2 separate regions of the Pan troglodytes genome follow, and region 1 is linked to region 2. Evidence: chromatin contacts called from public HiChIP or PLAC-seq data. All regions are on one chromosome and are shown on one strand. Each heading gives the region's core, a stretch centred on a gene start, on an enhancer-like site or on the middle of the called end of the contact. The rest is flanking DNA. Distances are from core to core; before and after follow the strand shown. Region 1 holds the start of ELF3 (E74 like ETS transcription factor 3). Region 2 holds the start of ARL8A (ADP ribosylation factor like GTPase 8A).

Region 1 (7,063 bases), core at 3,607-6,106, 140 kb before region 2:
CCCAAAATTCTAGTGTTACAGGTGTGACCCACCGTGACCAGCCACAAACCATTTCTTTCTCTTCTCCAGGGAATGTGAAAAAACTTGGAGAGACATACCCAAGTATCTCAAATGCCCGGAATGCAGAGCTCCGGCTGCGATGGGGCCAAATCGTCCTTAAGAACGACCACCAGGAAGATTTCTGGAAAGTGAAGGAGTTCCTGCATAACCAGGTGGGTGACCCCTGCCTCGCTGTTCCCGAAAGCACACCGGGACCCACTCGGCCATACGTGAAGTAATCATGTGGGCAGGGCTCATCTAGGACTCACCTGAGGCACAGAGGGAGGGGCAAATGACCTGAGGACCCTACCACTCAGCCTCTTTACTAGTGTGGCTTTGAAGGCATTGCCCTAGGGACAAGAGGAGGCCTGCAGGCTTGCAGTGCTTTCTGCAATTCAGCTGGTGAGACCCCAGGGAAAAAAGCTGGCCAGAGCCAACGCAGAGGCGGGAAAGAGGGTGACAGTGTCATGTGGGAAACACAAGAGGGAAAGGGGCCAGAGGCAGAGCAAGAGGAACAAAGGCTTGGAGGATAGGTCCCTGCTGCCCTGTGACTTGGGCATGATCGGGACAGCAGCCAGACCCTCTGTCACTATGTGAAAGTTGCCCTGTTGGGGAAAGGCCCCGGGCTCTCAGGATGAACTGAATGTCATCAGATTCCGGAGCAGGGAGGGGCTGGACCGGAGACGAAGCATTGCTCTGCATAAAGTCAGGGCTGCGTGCCTGTTTGGGGATATTCTGAGCCCTTTGATGGCTTCCTCAAGGCTCTGGATTTTAGGAACTTGTGATGTCGCTGGCTTATATTTGTGTGAATTTGACCTGTGGGTTGACCTGTGGGTTTTCCTTTGCTTGACTGCAGCTGGACCGTATGTGGCTGTGAGCTTTATGTGCTGCAGCTGCTGATACCTGCTACTCACGTGGTGGCTCACCACCTACACCTTTCCAGAAGTCTGGATTCCCATTGTGTCCACCCAACTCATTCGTTTTGTTGACTGTAGACGTCCCCATGTTAGTATGGATTGGGATGCGTATTGAGATCCATCTCCATGGATCTTTGGCCCCCAAGAAGATGCCTGAATTAGAGCACTTCTGATGAGAAACTCCTCATTCCAGCTGTGATACCCACATCCCTTTTAGCACCTAGCCATGGCTGCTGTTAGACTGGCACTGGGGGCAGGAGGGCTGGACAGATCCACCAGGCAAGCTTCTTAGGCATGTGTATGTGTGTTTCTTGCAGGGGAAGCAGAAGTATACACTTCCGCTGTATCACGCAATGATGGGTGGCAGTGAGGTGGCCCAGACCCTCGCCAAGGAGACTTTTGCATCCACCGCCTCCCAGCTCCACAGCAATGTTGTCAACTATGTCCAGCAGATCGTGGCACCCAAGGGCAGTTAGAGGCTCGTGTGCATGGCCCCTGCCTCTTCAGGCTCTCCAGGCTTTCAGAATAATTGTTTGTTCCCAAATTCCTGTTCCCTGATCAACTTCCTGGAGTTTATATCCCCTCAGGATAATCTATTCTCTAGCTTAGGTATCTGTGACTCTTGGGCCTCTGCTCTGGTGGGAACTTAACTTCTCTATAGCCCACTGAGTCCTGAGACAGAGAACCTGCCCACAGCTCTCCCCGCTACAGGCTGCAGGCACTGCAGGGCAGCGGGTCTTCTCCTCCCCACCTAAGTCTCTGGGAAGAAGTGGAGAGGACTGATTCTCTTCTTTTTTCTCTTTCTGTCCTTTTTCTTGCTGATTTTATGCAAAGGGCTGGCATTCTGATTGTTCTTTTTTCGGGTTTAATCCTTATTTTAATAAAGTTTTCAAGCAAAAATTAAGTTACGGATTGAGTGACTATTAAATTTCTTCCACCAGAGGTCCTCACTGTGTTTGTTCTGGAAAGGTCACTGGGGGAGGCCCAGAGAATGACAGTATTTTCCTGTCCTCAGGCAACAGCCAGGGTGAAGGAGGTGGGTGTCCTACACATGCATATGAAAAAAAATATGGCAAAATGGCACAGCTGGTGCAGGAAAATGAAAAAGGAATAGCATTCCAGTTCTCCGTGAAGCAGCTGAATTCTCTATCTGCAGCAGCATTCCTATTATCTTTTCCATCACTAAGAAAAAAAAATGGGCTGGGCACAGTGGCTCACGCCTGTAATCCCAGCACTTTGGGAGGCTGAGGCGAGAGGATCGCTTGAGCCCAGGAGTTTGAGACCACCCTGGCCAACATAGCAGGACTTCATCTCTACCAAAAAAAAAAGCCGGGCGTGGTGGCTCGCGCCTGTAATCTCAACACTTTGGGAGGCTGAGGCAGGCAAATCACTTGAGGTCAGAAGTTTGAGACCAGCATGGCCAACATGGTGAAACCCCATCTCTACTGAAAAAAAAGATAGATGCAAAAATTAGCCAGGCATGGTGGCTCACACCTGTAGTTCCAGTTACTTGGGAGGCTGAAGCAGGAGAAACACTTGAACCTGGGAGGTGGAGGTTGCAGTAAACTGAGATCATGCCACTGCACTCCAGCCTGGGTGACAGAGTAAGACTTCTCAAAAAAAAAAAAAAGCTGGGCGTGGTGGTGCATTCCTGTGGTTTCAGCTACTCAGGAGGCTGAGGCAGGAGGATCACTTGAGCCCAAGAGGTCAAGGCCACAGTGAGTCTTGATTGTGCCACTGAACTCCAGCCTGAGTGACAGAGTGAGACCCTGTCTCAAAAATTAAAGTGTCTTATGACTTTTTATCTACCCTTCTGCCCATCCCCAAGGCTTCACTGGGCCTCACCTGTCTTTGATCCTAGATAACTATTTGAATGGTAATCAGTAAAGTCTTTAGAACTTTGCACTAAATTCTGATTTCCTGGCCTCAACATGGGGACCTAAACAGTTAGCAATCTGGGTTTGGGAGTGGGATGAGGGGAGGGTTGGAAGAAATATTTAGTGTGTTTCAGTTGCCTTTCTTAAATACAGGGCACCCCTGAAACAGGCTTTGTTCGCAGCTCTGCTCTGTCCTCGGATTTAGGTTATCAAACAGGCTTCCTCCCTCCCCTGCACAAGGGTTGGGAATGAGTCGATTTGCTTTCACTCAGCAAGAGCAAGGGACTAGTGGTGACCAAGTGGTAGACTGGAGAGGCCTCTGCCCCGTGGCACACAGCTCCACCATCAGAGAGGGTGATGTGGGTCATAGGTGAGGGATCTGGAGGCCCGGTATCGGAAGAGCTTCTCCAGGCACTGGCATTTTGACAGCAAACTGCTTCCGTGGCTCTTTCAGGACTGTTCCTGGCAATATGTTATTGGCAAGGACTATTTTAGGGCTATCCAGTTGTCTCCCCCTCTCCCCAACCTTTTATCTAGCTTATCAGTAGCTATCTTTCCTTGCTCTGTACAAAAACCTATAGCACCAGTAGGCCCAGTAATCATGAAGGGTCGGTGGAAGGAAAGGCTGGAAGCCCTTCCTCTAACAGCCGTGCTGTGACTCCACTAACTTTGTGGGGTCTCCCATTACATAGCGTGGGTATCCTGAGCTGTGCAGCCTGCCTCACTCACCACCTTGGTACCCGACAGGACTACTGGATGTGCCTGTCCTTTTGTAGGACATTCTCCCATCCCAAAGATGAGGCTGTGCTGCCGTGTGGGCAAGCTCTGTGGGGAGAGGGGAGGCCAGTGGGTTGTTTTTGCCATCACAGAATACTGGGAAGCCCCCGGCATCCTGCTCCATAGCTCTCTTGACCACTATCCTGGAACCTTCTCCCCACCCCCATCCCCATGCCTCCAAGGCACTGACCTCAAATCCAAGTCTTTCCCACTTATCTCAAGCTGCCAGCCTGTAGGGATTCCTTATCTCAGCTCCATGTCAGCGGTGAGGAAGCCCCAAGAAGGCAAGGGAGCTGACAGCCTTCTCATTTTTCTCGTACATCCTCCTGTTCACCCCGCCATCCCGGGAGCCCCAGCCAGATGCTCTTCAGGGCAGGGAGCACGTGAGCAGCCCTGGGGCTAGAAGCCGGTTCTCCCACATTCCTGGGTGAGGGACTGGGTGGAGGGTGTGCCTGCCTCAGGCTCCTTGGGGGAGGCCCCCTGAAGGGCTGGGGAAAATCCTACTGAGCCCCAGGCTCTCCTGCCTGCACTGGCCCAGTGCGGGGGCGGGGGGGAGGGGGGATCCTGGACATTAACTCTCTCCTAGGCACCTGGGAGCTTCAGAGAGGAAGAAGGTAAGGTAAGAAGCAGATTCTCTGCGCAGGACTTTCTTAGTCCTCAGGCTATAGAGTTAAAGAAAGGAGTATCTGTAGAAGGTGGAGTCACCTTTTGTTTGAGTAACCGTTTCACCCACCCTGGCTGAGGGTGGCCAGGAACTCCCCAAGTTGTGCATTAATGGAGGTGGGTCACACAGATCCTACATTTTTTTTTTTTTTTTTTTTTGAGACGCAGTGATTACAGGTGTGAGCCACCGGATCCTACATTTCAGATGCATAAAAATCTAGATATGGGCTGGGTGCAGTAGCTCATGCCTGTAATCCCAGCACTTTGGGAGGCTGAGGCAGGCAGATCATGAGGTCAGGAGATCGAGTCCATCCTGGCTAACATGGTGAAACCCCATCTCTACTAAAAATACAAAAAGCCGGGCATGGCAGCGGGCGCCTGTAATCCCAGCTACTCGGAAAGCTGAGGCAGGAGAATCGCTTGAACCCAGGAGTCAGAGGTTGCAGTGAGCAGAGATCACGCCACTGCACTCCAACCTGGGCGACAGAGCGAGACTCCACCTCAAAACAAAATAAACAAAATACTAGATCTGGAAGAGATCTTAGGGATTATTAAATTCAGACAACCTCATTTTTTATAGATGGGGAAACAAGCACAGACTCCAAGGGTCTCACCCAAGATCACACAGTTGCAGATGCTGGCTACAAGTCTCCTGCCTCAACCACCTGTATTACCCCATTCAGGGTCTCAAGAAGGGTCTATAAGACATTATCCATTGTGTTTCCATAGAGACAACCACAGACATGGGGGACTCTGCCCACAGGGAAGGCAAGGGCTCTGGCCATGGAGCTGGATGGGAAGACTCTGAAGCCCGAAGACATTGAGTCCTGTGCAGGGAAAGAGCGAGGGTTTTGTGTACAACACACCTGCATACCTGGATGTGAATCTCAGCTCCACCCCTTCACCAACTCTGTGTGGCCTGGGCAAGCCATTCTAAGGGAACCCTCCACACTGCAACTTTCATGTCTATAAAATGGGAATAACCATGCATTCCTTACAGGACTTTTTTGGTGTGAGGATTAAATGAGAGAATATGTTGAAAAGTGCTTGGTAAATATATTAATACTATGCGTTCCCTCTTCTTTGAATGACGTGACCCAGGTAGTCAGGCTTCTGACCACTAGAGGGCAGCAGAAGGTACTGGAAAACTGGGCCGAGTGAACCAGAGATTAGATGGGGTCCAGAGAGCAGGTATGAGCTTACCCGTGTGGATTCTGGCAACTCCGGCAGGGAGGGCTGCAGCAGGCGCTGAGGGAAGAACTTTCAAGCAGAGCCGGGTCTCTTCAGGAGCGACTGCAGCAACCCTGACGCTTGGATGGAGTCCAGGCAGGTGATGGTAGTGAAGACCTTGCCAACAGAGTGGGCGCTGGAGAAGGAGCCCTTTAGTGGGGACCCTGGGGCCACGACTAGGCTGGCAGGCCCAGCCAGCACCAATTAATCCATGAGTATTGCCCAGCATTGAGCCTGGAGCACCTTCCAGCCCCTGGCCAGAGTCCTGGGTGTTCTGGGAAAAACCCCTAAACCTAGTAACTCCTCTCCCTACTAGGCCTGTTTGTTGCTGAATCTCTGGAATTTAGGGGCCAGCAGCTTTCTGACCCAGGTCAGCCAGGGGTTCATGTTCCCTCACTTGCCCTCCCCCTGCCTGGCCCATCTCTGGCCTGGCCCCTGGGAGGAATTTCCTGGGCCAGAGGGCAGCCGAAAGCACAGATGCCCACCCCAGCAACGTTCCCGCCACCTGCCCAGGCCAGTGCCCCATGCCCAACCCCAGAGGGTGCGGGATGACAGACTCTGACAATCATTAAACCAGCCGGGCCTGATTTCCCAGCACCGCCTGCTAAGATCCGGGCCAAGTGGCACTGAATATGCAAATCACCTGGGGCCAGGAGCCCAGTCTAAAGGCCAGGAAATCCCCTCCATCCAATGAGACACCAGCTCAGGTTACTGCAGGGGACGCACTATAAAGCCCTGAGCTCAGGGAGGAGCTCCCTCCAGGCTCTATTTAGAGCCGGGTAGGGGAGCGCAGCGGCCAGATACCTCAGCGCTACCTGGCGGAACTGGATTTCTCTCCCGCCTGCCGGCCTGCCTGCCACAGCCGGACTCCGCCACTCCGGTAGGATTCCCTGCCTGTCATTCCCTAGCCCAGCTCTTGGGAAACTGCAGAGGGGTCCAGAGGATTTGCAGTTCTGAACCTGCGCACTCCAGTCTAGGATCTCCGAGCAAGAGCGTAGGTGTCCTGAGGGTCAAAGAACAGGGAGAGATTGTCTCTGGGAAGGCAGAATGGCCATGACGCCGCCAGTCTGGCTCCAGGGCCCCAGAGATCTGAGGAGGGAAGCCCAGCTGGAGGCTCCTGTGGTCCTGCCCTGGTCTGAGATCTTGGAGCCCTTCTTGAAGAGAGGGTGTCCGCAGAGTTGCTGATCTTCCTGCCCCTGGGGGCTACTCTTGCCCAGGGTTGGGCAAAGCAGAGTAGCTGGGAGTGTAAGGAGAGGACCCTCGTCCCCTCACCAACCTCATCCTCTCTCCCCCTACCCACAGGTAGCCTCATGGCTGCAACCTGTGAGATTAGCAACATTTTTAGCAACTACTTCAGTGCGATGTACAGCTCGGAGGACTCCACCCTGGCCTCTGTTCCCCCTGCTGCCACCTTTGGGGCCGATGACTTGGTACTGACCCTGAGCAACCCCCAGATGTCATTGGAGGGTACAGGTGGGTCTCAGCGGGGTGGGATGGGGCACGGAGTGGGAGACAGATCCATCTAAGGGCCTGTTAGACAAATGGGGGAATGGGCAGGGA
Region 2 (6,979 bases), core at 986-3,485:
ATTCCAACTGCAGCCCACATGGGGTGGTTTTCCTTGGGAAGCCTCTCTAAAGAAGGGAATTTAGCTTGCCTGCTCTTTTAGAATGTGCCAGCGGAAGTGGCAAATTTAAGATTAAAAAGGGGACCTTGTGGGCTGGAGATGGGGGGCTTTTCCTGTATATCACAAGAACTCTTGACCCTGGCAGGGGAATTTGGGACTCTTGGGTTCTGTTTCTGGCCTGCTATAGTCTCCAACTCTCTGGATATGATGCTGGTCTAGAGGGGGCCCTCCTGTCAAAGGCTCAACTGCAGACCCAGAAACCGAACCCACCTGGGTACCTGTGGATCCCTGTCCCAGAGCACAGCTATAGTAACACCCTGGGGAACGAGGAGATACCTAGGCCCAGCTGCATTTCTCAGACCTAAACGCCTAGAACCCAAGCCACCTAGGCCTGCAGAGTCAGGTCAGACAGAGTCCAGGTGTTATGTGCCTGCTCTGGGAATCCAAGAGCCTAAGTCAATGCCAAGTTTAACCAGAGGGTCTCTGACCCCAAGGGCAGAGCCTAGGCAGACAGAGCCCAGGGGTGTTAGCTCCGAAAATTACTGTGCCAAAACCGCAGCATTGGCCTGAAGATCCTGCCCTGTCAGGTCAGGAGACAGGAGACACTGGGTTGAGGAAGGGCAGAGGTCATTTGCAGAGCATGTTTGGGAAAGGAAGCCAGTGTTCAATTGTGTAACCACAGGATGCCTGCCCCTCGAGCTTTCCATCTGCCTTCATGCCTCAGGTCCAATGAAGTGACGTCCCCTGCCTTCTAGGACGCTGAGAACTGTCGGGGAGGCCCATCTTCTGCAAGGCGGGGCAACAACACGGACAGGTAGAGGTACCTAGGCCGGCTGGATACATTCCTCTGCTGACCTATCTCATCAGTATCTTTGGTTACTATCTGTCCAACTCACAGTTGTTGGAAACCTCAGCTTTGGGACTGGGGCCAGGTCCCTGGACAACCCCAGCCCCTGTCCCATGCTTCCTCGACCCACAAGCCCTGTCTAGCCTGGCTCTGACAGGCAGGCCGCAGCCATTACTGCAGCCTCAGCTCACACCCATGGAGCTCATCTTCCCCTTTTTTGAGAGAGATTTTAACTCCTTCCCCACCACTCCCCTGGCACTGAAAGACTTACAATCACCCACTTCAGTGTTGACGACCCAAAGCCCTTAGAGCCACTCTCCCAAGGCCCCAGTGGGCCGTGCCCCTACACCTCATCCTCTCTTGTCGGGAGCACCTGCTCCTGCAAACTTCTGAGCCAGACGGAGTCTCCAAACTCCCGTTACCATGCGATCCTCCCTGGACCCCCGGCTAGACACTGCGGGTCGGGGAGAAGTTGGGGAGGAGTCTGGGCTTGAGCCAAGGGCCTCAGCTGACTCCTCTACCCCGGGGGATACCTCCCCTCCCCCTCAATAGGGCCGGGGCTTCCTCTTCCGGCAAGGAGGGGTTAAGCCCTCTGGGTGGGGCTGGGCTTGCCCAAACCCCCTCCTCAAGCCTCTCGGCTGCCCCGTCCCGTGACCCTCTACCCGCAGGACAGGAAGGCCCGTGCACTTTCGCCCCGTCATGCCCCCTTGCGCGGGGGCCAGAGGGGGCCCGTCTCAGCCGGCAGCGGGTCCCTCCTGCTTCGAGAGCCCCTCGGTGCCGCCTGCCCCGTGGCACCGGCCCTGTCTGTTCGTCCCCCTTCCCCTGCCCCCAGCCGTGCAGTACCGGCCCGGGTGAGAGAGCGGGTCGCGCGCCGCCCCGGTCCCCCACGGCACGGGCCGTACTAGGCCCCAAGCGCTCGGGGCCGGCTCCTCCCCCGCCCGGCGCCCGGCCGTGCCCGGCCATGCCAGGCGGCGACCCCGGCTCAGCAGGGCGCGGCGCGGGCGGGGACAGGCCCGACCCGCGGCCCGCGCCCGGGGATCCCGCGCCCGACGCCCTCGTACCGCGATCACGTTGACGAATGTGGTCTTGCCCGAGTACTGAAGCCCGACCAGCGTGAGCTCCATCTCCTCCTTCCAGAATAGGGCCTTGAACCAGTCCAGCAGCTTGTTGAACAAAGCGATCATGGTCGCTGCCGCCGGCCCCGCCCGGTGCCAGGTCCCCGCCGCCCCTCGCTGCCCTCGCGCTGCGGCCCGGAGCGGCCCCTCCCCGGTACGGCCCGGGTCCCGCGGCTCGGTGCGGGCGGAGGCTCGAGCGCGGCGGCCGACGACTCGCTGCCCCGGAATCGGCTCGCCGATGGGTGTGGCTTCAGCGCCCTCCTCCTCCGCCGCCGCCGCCGCCCTCCCTCGCGGCCGGGCCGTGTCCTGCTCGCACCCGAGCGCGCGCTCCTCCCTCGCTGGAGCCGGGGGGCCAGGGGCCGCACCCGCAGGTGGGGTGAGCAGGGAATCCGCAGGTGGGGTGAGCAGGGAATCCGCAGGCTTCAGCGGCGGGGGTTGACCGGCAGCTGGCGTCGAGAGGCGCTTGGGAAATGGGGTCTAATTTATTTTAGACCCTGTCCCCGACTGCCGCGCCCTGACTGGCACCCTCTTTCTTAAAGGGTGGTGGGCTCGAGGTGGGTGAGGTTCCGGTTAAGCAGGAGCCTTTCCAGGTTGAAGGAGAGTGGGTCACCCACTTCCCAGGACACGGAGATGAGATCTCTACGACAGGGAGGCAGATGGAGGCTTTTTTGTCCCTGAACCCTTGCCTCTGAGCATTCCTGGGTACAGTCCCATCCTCTCAAAATGCACCCAGTGCAGAGGGACAACCGTATTCGGGTCTTTTAATACTCCATCTTGTTTTGTTCACCACAATTTACCCCGACCACTTGTTAGGAAGCCTCTGGCCCCAAGTGAAACGGACGCTTGAACTTGCTCCGGATTTTTACCAGCATCCCCAAGATACCCAAACAGATACAGTCCTGGCAGGGGGTTTTCAGTGAGGAACGTCTGTGACAAAGGAAAATGTTGCCCTGTTTTGGTGAAAAGCAGAGTATTCTTCAGGAGGAGAAGTGATAGTTCTCCTCTTGAAGTGGGTGTGGAGTGCCTGCAAAGATGCCTTACTCCTGCCCCTCTCCTTGCAAGACCCACCCATAGGGCCTGCTCAGGCAGGCTGACAACCCCAGCTGGCAGTCCCGGGTAGGCTCAGGCTTCGGGCAGTCCCCAGCCTATGCTGGCTGCCCGTTGGGGTTTGGTTTTCAAATGTAGTCATATGTAGTCTATTGTTTTAGTCAAAAGTGGGTAAACTATCAATATCAACCATATCTGTCCAATCAACTGGAGTTAGATGACCCCAAATAGTCAAACAGTTACCAAAGTAGAAGAATCACAAGGTTTCGGCTAGCATAATATTCTGTTTTTTTTTTTTTTTTTTTGATGGGGTCTCACTGTGTGGCCCAGGCTGGAGTGCAGTGATGGGATCTCGACTCACTGCAGCCTCCACCTCCTCGGGCTCAGGTGATTCTTCTACCTCAGCCTCCCGAGTAGCTGGGACTACAGGCATGCGCCACCATGCCAGCCTAATTTTTGTATATTTGGTAGAGACGGGGTTTTGCCATGTTGTCCAGGCTGGTCTCGAAGCCCTGAGCTCAAGCCATCTGCCTGCCTCAGCCTCCCAAAGTGCTGGGATTACAGGCATGAGCCTGGCCAATATTCTGGTTTATTAAGCACCATCTTTCTAACCTCTGCCCTTTATAAGTCCTCCTCTAGCTCCTAAGATAAAGGCTATGGACTGAATGTTTGTGTCCCCCCAAAATCATAGGTTGAAGTCCTAATCCCTAAAGTGATGGTATTAGGAGGTGATTAAGTCATGAGGGTGGAGCCTTATAAAGGGGGCCGGTGGGATTAGGGGGAAGAATACCAGCCCACAACCTTTTCACCATGCAAGGACAGAAAGAAGGCTCTGCCTAATAGCCAGACACTGAGTCTGCAAGGGTCTTGATCCTAGACTTCCCAGCTTCCAGAACTGTGAGCAATACATTTCTTTTTTTCTTTTTTCTTTTTTTTTTGAGATGGAGTCTTGCTCTGTCATCCAGGCTGGAGTGCAGTGGCATGATAGCTCACTGCATCCTCCACCTCCAGGGTTCAAACAATTCTTCTGCCTCAGCCTCCCGAATAGCTGACTACAGGTGTGTGCTACCACGTCCGGCTAATTTTTTGTATTTTTAGTAGAGACAGGGTTTCACTGTGTTAGCTGGATCTCCTGACCTCGTGATCCGCCTGCCTCGGCCTCCCAAAGTGCTGGGATTACAGGCATGAGCCACCACGCCAGGCCAGCAATACATTTCTGTTGTTTAGAAGCCACATGGTTTACGGTAGTGTGAATTGTTACAACTGCCTGAGTAGGCTATGAGGGTCCACCCTGTCTCACTTCCTAAATTGACTTTGGTTTCACCTTACTTTATGTCCTTGGAAGTGCTAGAAAAGTGCATATCCCAAGGGCAAAGATTTGCAGCCTGCCTGTCCCTGGTCTGCAGTCTTTCTCTCTTGCTACAAAGAGGCCCCAGAGGGCCAAGAAGAAGATGGAAAGAAGGAATGAGTCAGTCATCCAAGAAGTCTTTATTTTCCCACTTGGTTACTGTTCTGGAGCTTGTACCCTCTGAGCTCTGAGATGGGGTTGGGGGGACAGTGCCAGGGAGGGCCTGTGGGGCTGTGCAGTTGCTTCCCTCTGGGCTGGCTCTGAGCCCAGGGCAGGATCAGGCACTTGAGAGCCCCCCACCGAGCCTCATTGGCATAGACAGTCGTGCCTCTCACAGGGCTCAGGGGAGGTGGAGGTGTGGGCAAGTCCATCCCCAAGGCTGTAAGGAAGGAGCAGCTCCTCCATAAGGCCAAGCAGAAGCATTAGGGAAATCATCCTCAGTTTTAGCACTGCGTGTTCTTCAGGAGAGAAGTCCTGAGTGAGGAGGCCCAGCTGTTCTCCAGATCCAGCTCCTCGGGGGTTTCCACAGAGAGCTGGTATCAAGGCAGCTGTCAGGGGCGGCGTGCCTGGTGATGCGGCATCTTACCTTCATCCCTATCTCAGAATGGGCAGCCAGTCTCAGATTCAAGGAGGAGGAATCCTGAGGTGTGGCGTTCAGTCCTGAGGTAGACCTGAGGTCCCCTGGGAATTGTGTTGATGCTGAGATGGATGAGGGGTGCTCATTCTCTCAGGTAGACAGTGAGGAGTCCTGGTTCAGCGGAGCCTCCATGTCTGCATGGATGGTTATGACCCTGATTGTTTTTGGAAACAGCCAAGCTCTCTAGGTGTACTCAGCAAATGCAAGGTATAGTGGGTCATGGCGGGATTGGTTATCTAAAATCAGACTGAGCACTTTGCCTCCTCTTCTCCCCTTGCCTCTTTCTTTTATCTTCCTGCATACCCAGGGTATTATTTGAGCCGTGGAAGCAAAACAGAGACTGCTTAGCCTCCCTAAGAGTAGTTGGTGGGAGTGGCCAGCAACCATGGAGGCAGGAGCAGCCCCTCTTTGCCTCTGAGTAGTCCCCACATGTTCCCTCTTCCAGAGATTTCAACTGCCAGGCCTGGTCACCTCTGTAGCCTACTCTTATGACACATGGGTGGAGGCAAGGGTAACCAGAGTCCTTGTTCTTTCTTTTGATTGGGGTCATCCAGCCCTTCCGATGTGTGGTCAGGGAGCACAGTCACTGCTAGGATGTTGAGACTTGGAGATCAGGACCAGACTTTTCCCCATTCTTGCATCTGGCCTGTGCTTGGGCAGGACCTCGGGTGAAGGATGATCTTGGAATCACCCTTTTGTCAGCCCCAGGAAGGAGTGGCTGGAGTGGCTTCTAGAAACTTCTCTCATTACTTTTCCCTCATGGCAGCTAAGCACTTATGTTCATGTTATAGAACAGGAAACTGAAGCTCACAAAGAGTGTCTCAGAGAAGACCAGGACACGTGGGCTTCTTTCTTTGTCTGTCATAAATGCCAGCTCCTGTCTTTAAGTTCAGAGAGACATTGGAGGTTCCCCTTACTGTCCATCTGGGGCCAACAGAGGAAGCAGAGGAGTGGCCAGTGTTGAAGACCTGGAATCCGGCCCCTTGTCCTTACTGATGCTGCTTCCTGTGACTGCAAGTACCACTAAGGAGGCACTCCTTCCCCACACCAACCCAAGGGGTACCCCCAGATCACTCGGCCCACTTTCCCCAGACCCACCTTCCCAGGCTTGAGGGAGGTAGGCACCTGGGCCGCCGGAGGGTGGCAGGGGTCAGGGGCTGGGTTCCTCGGGCAGCTGGCCTGCATACAGGGCCAAAGTGTGGTGCAGGAACTGGTACTGCTCTGCCGTCTGGATCATCCCCCCTCTGCAAGGAGAAACACACAGACCATGAGCGAAGGAGGGTCAGGGTGCTGGCTGAATGGCTCCAGTCAAACATCCTTGTGGTCCTACTGGGAAAGTCCTGACTTTCTCAAAAAACATGCCAACTCCTTTGCCTATATTCACCTTTTCACTTTTTTTTTTTTTTTTTTTTTTTTGTGAGACAGAGTCTCACTCTGATAGCCAGGCTGGAGAGCAGTGGTATGATCTCAGCTCACTGCAACCTCTGCCTCCCAGGTTCAAGTGATTCTCCTGCCTCAATCTCCTGAGTAGCTAGGACTACAAGTGCCTGCCACCTTGCCCAGCTAATTTTTGTATTTTTAGTGGAAACAGCGTTTCACCATGTTGCCAGGGTGGTCTTGAATTCCTGACCTCAAGTGATTGGCCCATCTTGGCCTCCCAAACTGCTTGGATTGCAGACATGAGCCACCATGCCCCACCACCTATATTCATCTTTTCTACTTTCTACTCCTCATTGCTGCCCCTCAGATCTGCTGTGAGAGAAGTCCTCTGCCCCTTACACGTGCTGAGGGGTGATGCCCCATGTTGACACTTGGTCTTCCTTGATCCACTCAGCTCCTGGGACAAAAACAGATCTCTGAAGCCTTGGGTCGGGCCAGGAATACTCCTGAGCCTCAAGTTTCCTTCTTTCTAATAATCTTAAAAAGTAAAAATAATGATTCCATAT

Evidence for each region. HiChIP or PLAC-seq counts read pairs in DNA pulled down with a chosen protein or histone mark.
Region 1: a contact with region 2 is called in an H3K4me3 HiChIP or PLAC-seq map of stem cell-derived excitatory neurons, with 11 times the contacts expected there. The contact joins the promoter of ELF3 here to the promoter of ARL8A in region 2. A contact is called at or near these places in 3 of 7 Hi-C or Micro-C datasets (induced pluripotent stem cells, a lymphoblastoid cell line and stem cell-derived neural progenitor cells), 1 of 1 datasets of contacts at active chromatin or transcription factors (stem cell-derived excitatory neurons) and 1 of 1 other capture datasets (stem cell-derived neural stem cells).

What each region holds. Positions count from the first base shown.
Region 1 is chr1:47,087,010-47,094,072 of NHGRI_mPanTro3-v2.0_pri, reverse strand. It overlaps ELF3 (E74 like ETS transcription factor 3), which reads left to right and starts at 4,856. Exons shown (of 9, transcript XM_001150545.6): 1 at 4,856-6,383; 2 at 6,806-6,976. The coding sequence starts at 6,814. It overlaps LOC104004417 (a long non-coding RNA gene), which reads right to left and starts at 5,585. Exons shown (of 2, transcript XR_677359.4): 1 at 5,477-5,585. RNPEP (arginyl aminopeptidase) reads left to right here. Exons shown (of 11, transcript XM_016935684.3): 10 at 70-212; 11 at 1,274-1,860. The coding sequence ends at 1,432.
Region 2 is chr1:46,947,673-46,954,651 of NHGRI_mPanTro3-v2.0_pri, reverse strand. It overlaps ARL8A (ADP ribosylation factor like GTPase 8A), which reads right to left and starts at 2,235. Exons shown (of 7, transcript XM_016935753.4): 1 at 1,948-2,235. The coding sequence starts at 2,070. It overlaps PTPN7 (protein tyrosine phosphatase non-receptor type 7), which reads right to left. Exons shown (of 11, transcript XR_010151219.1): 10 at 6,132-6,277; 11 at 4,518-6,044.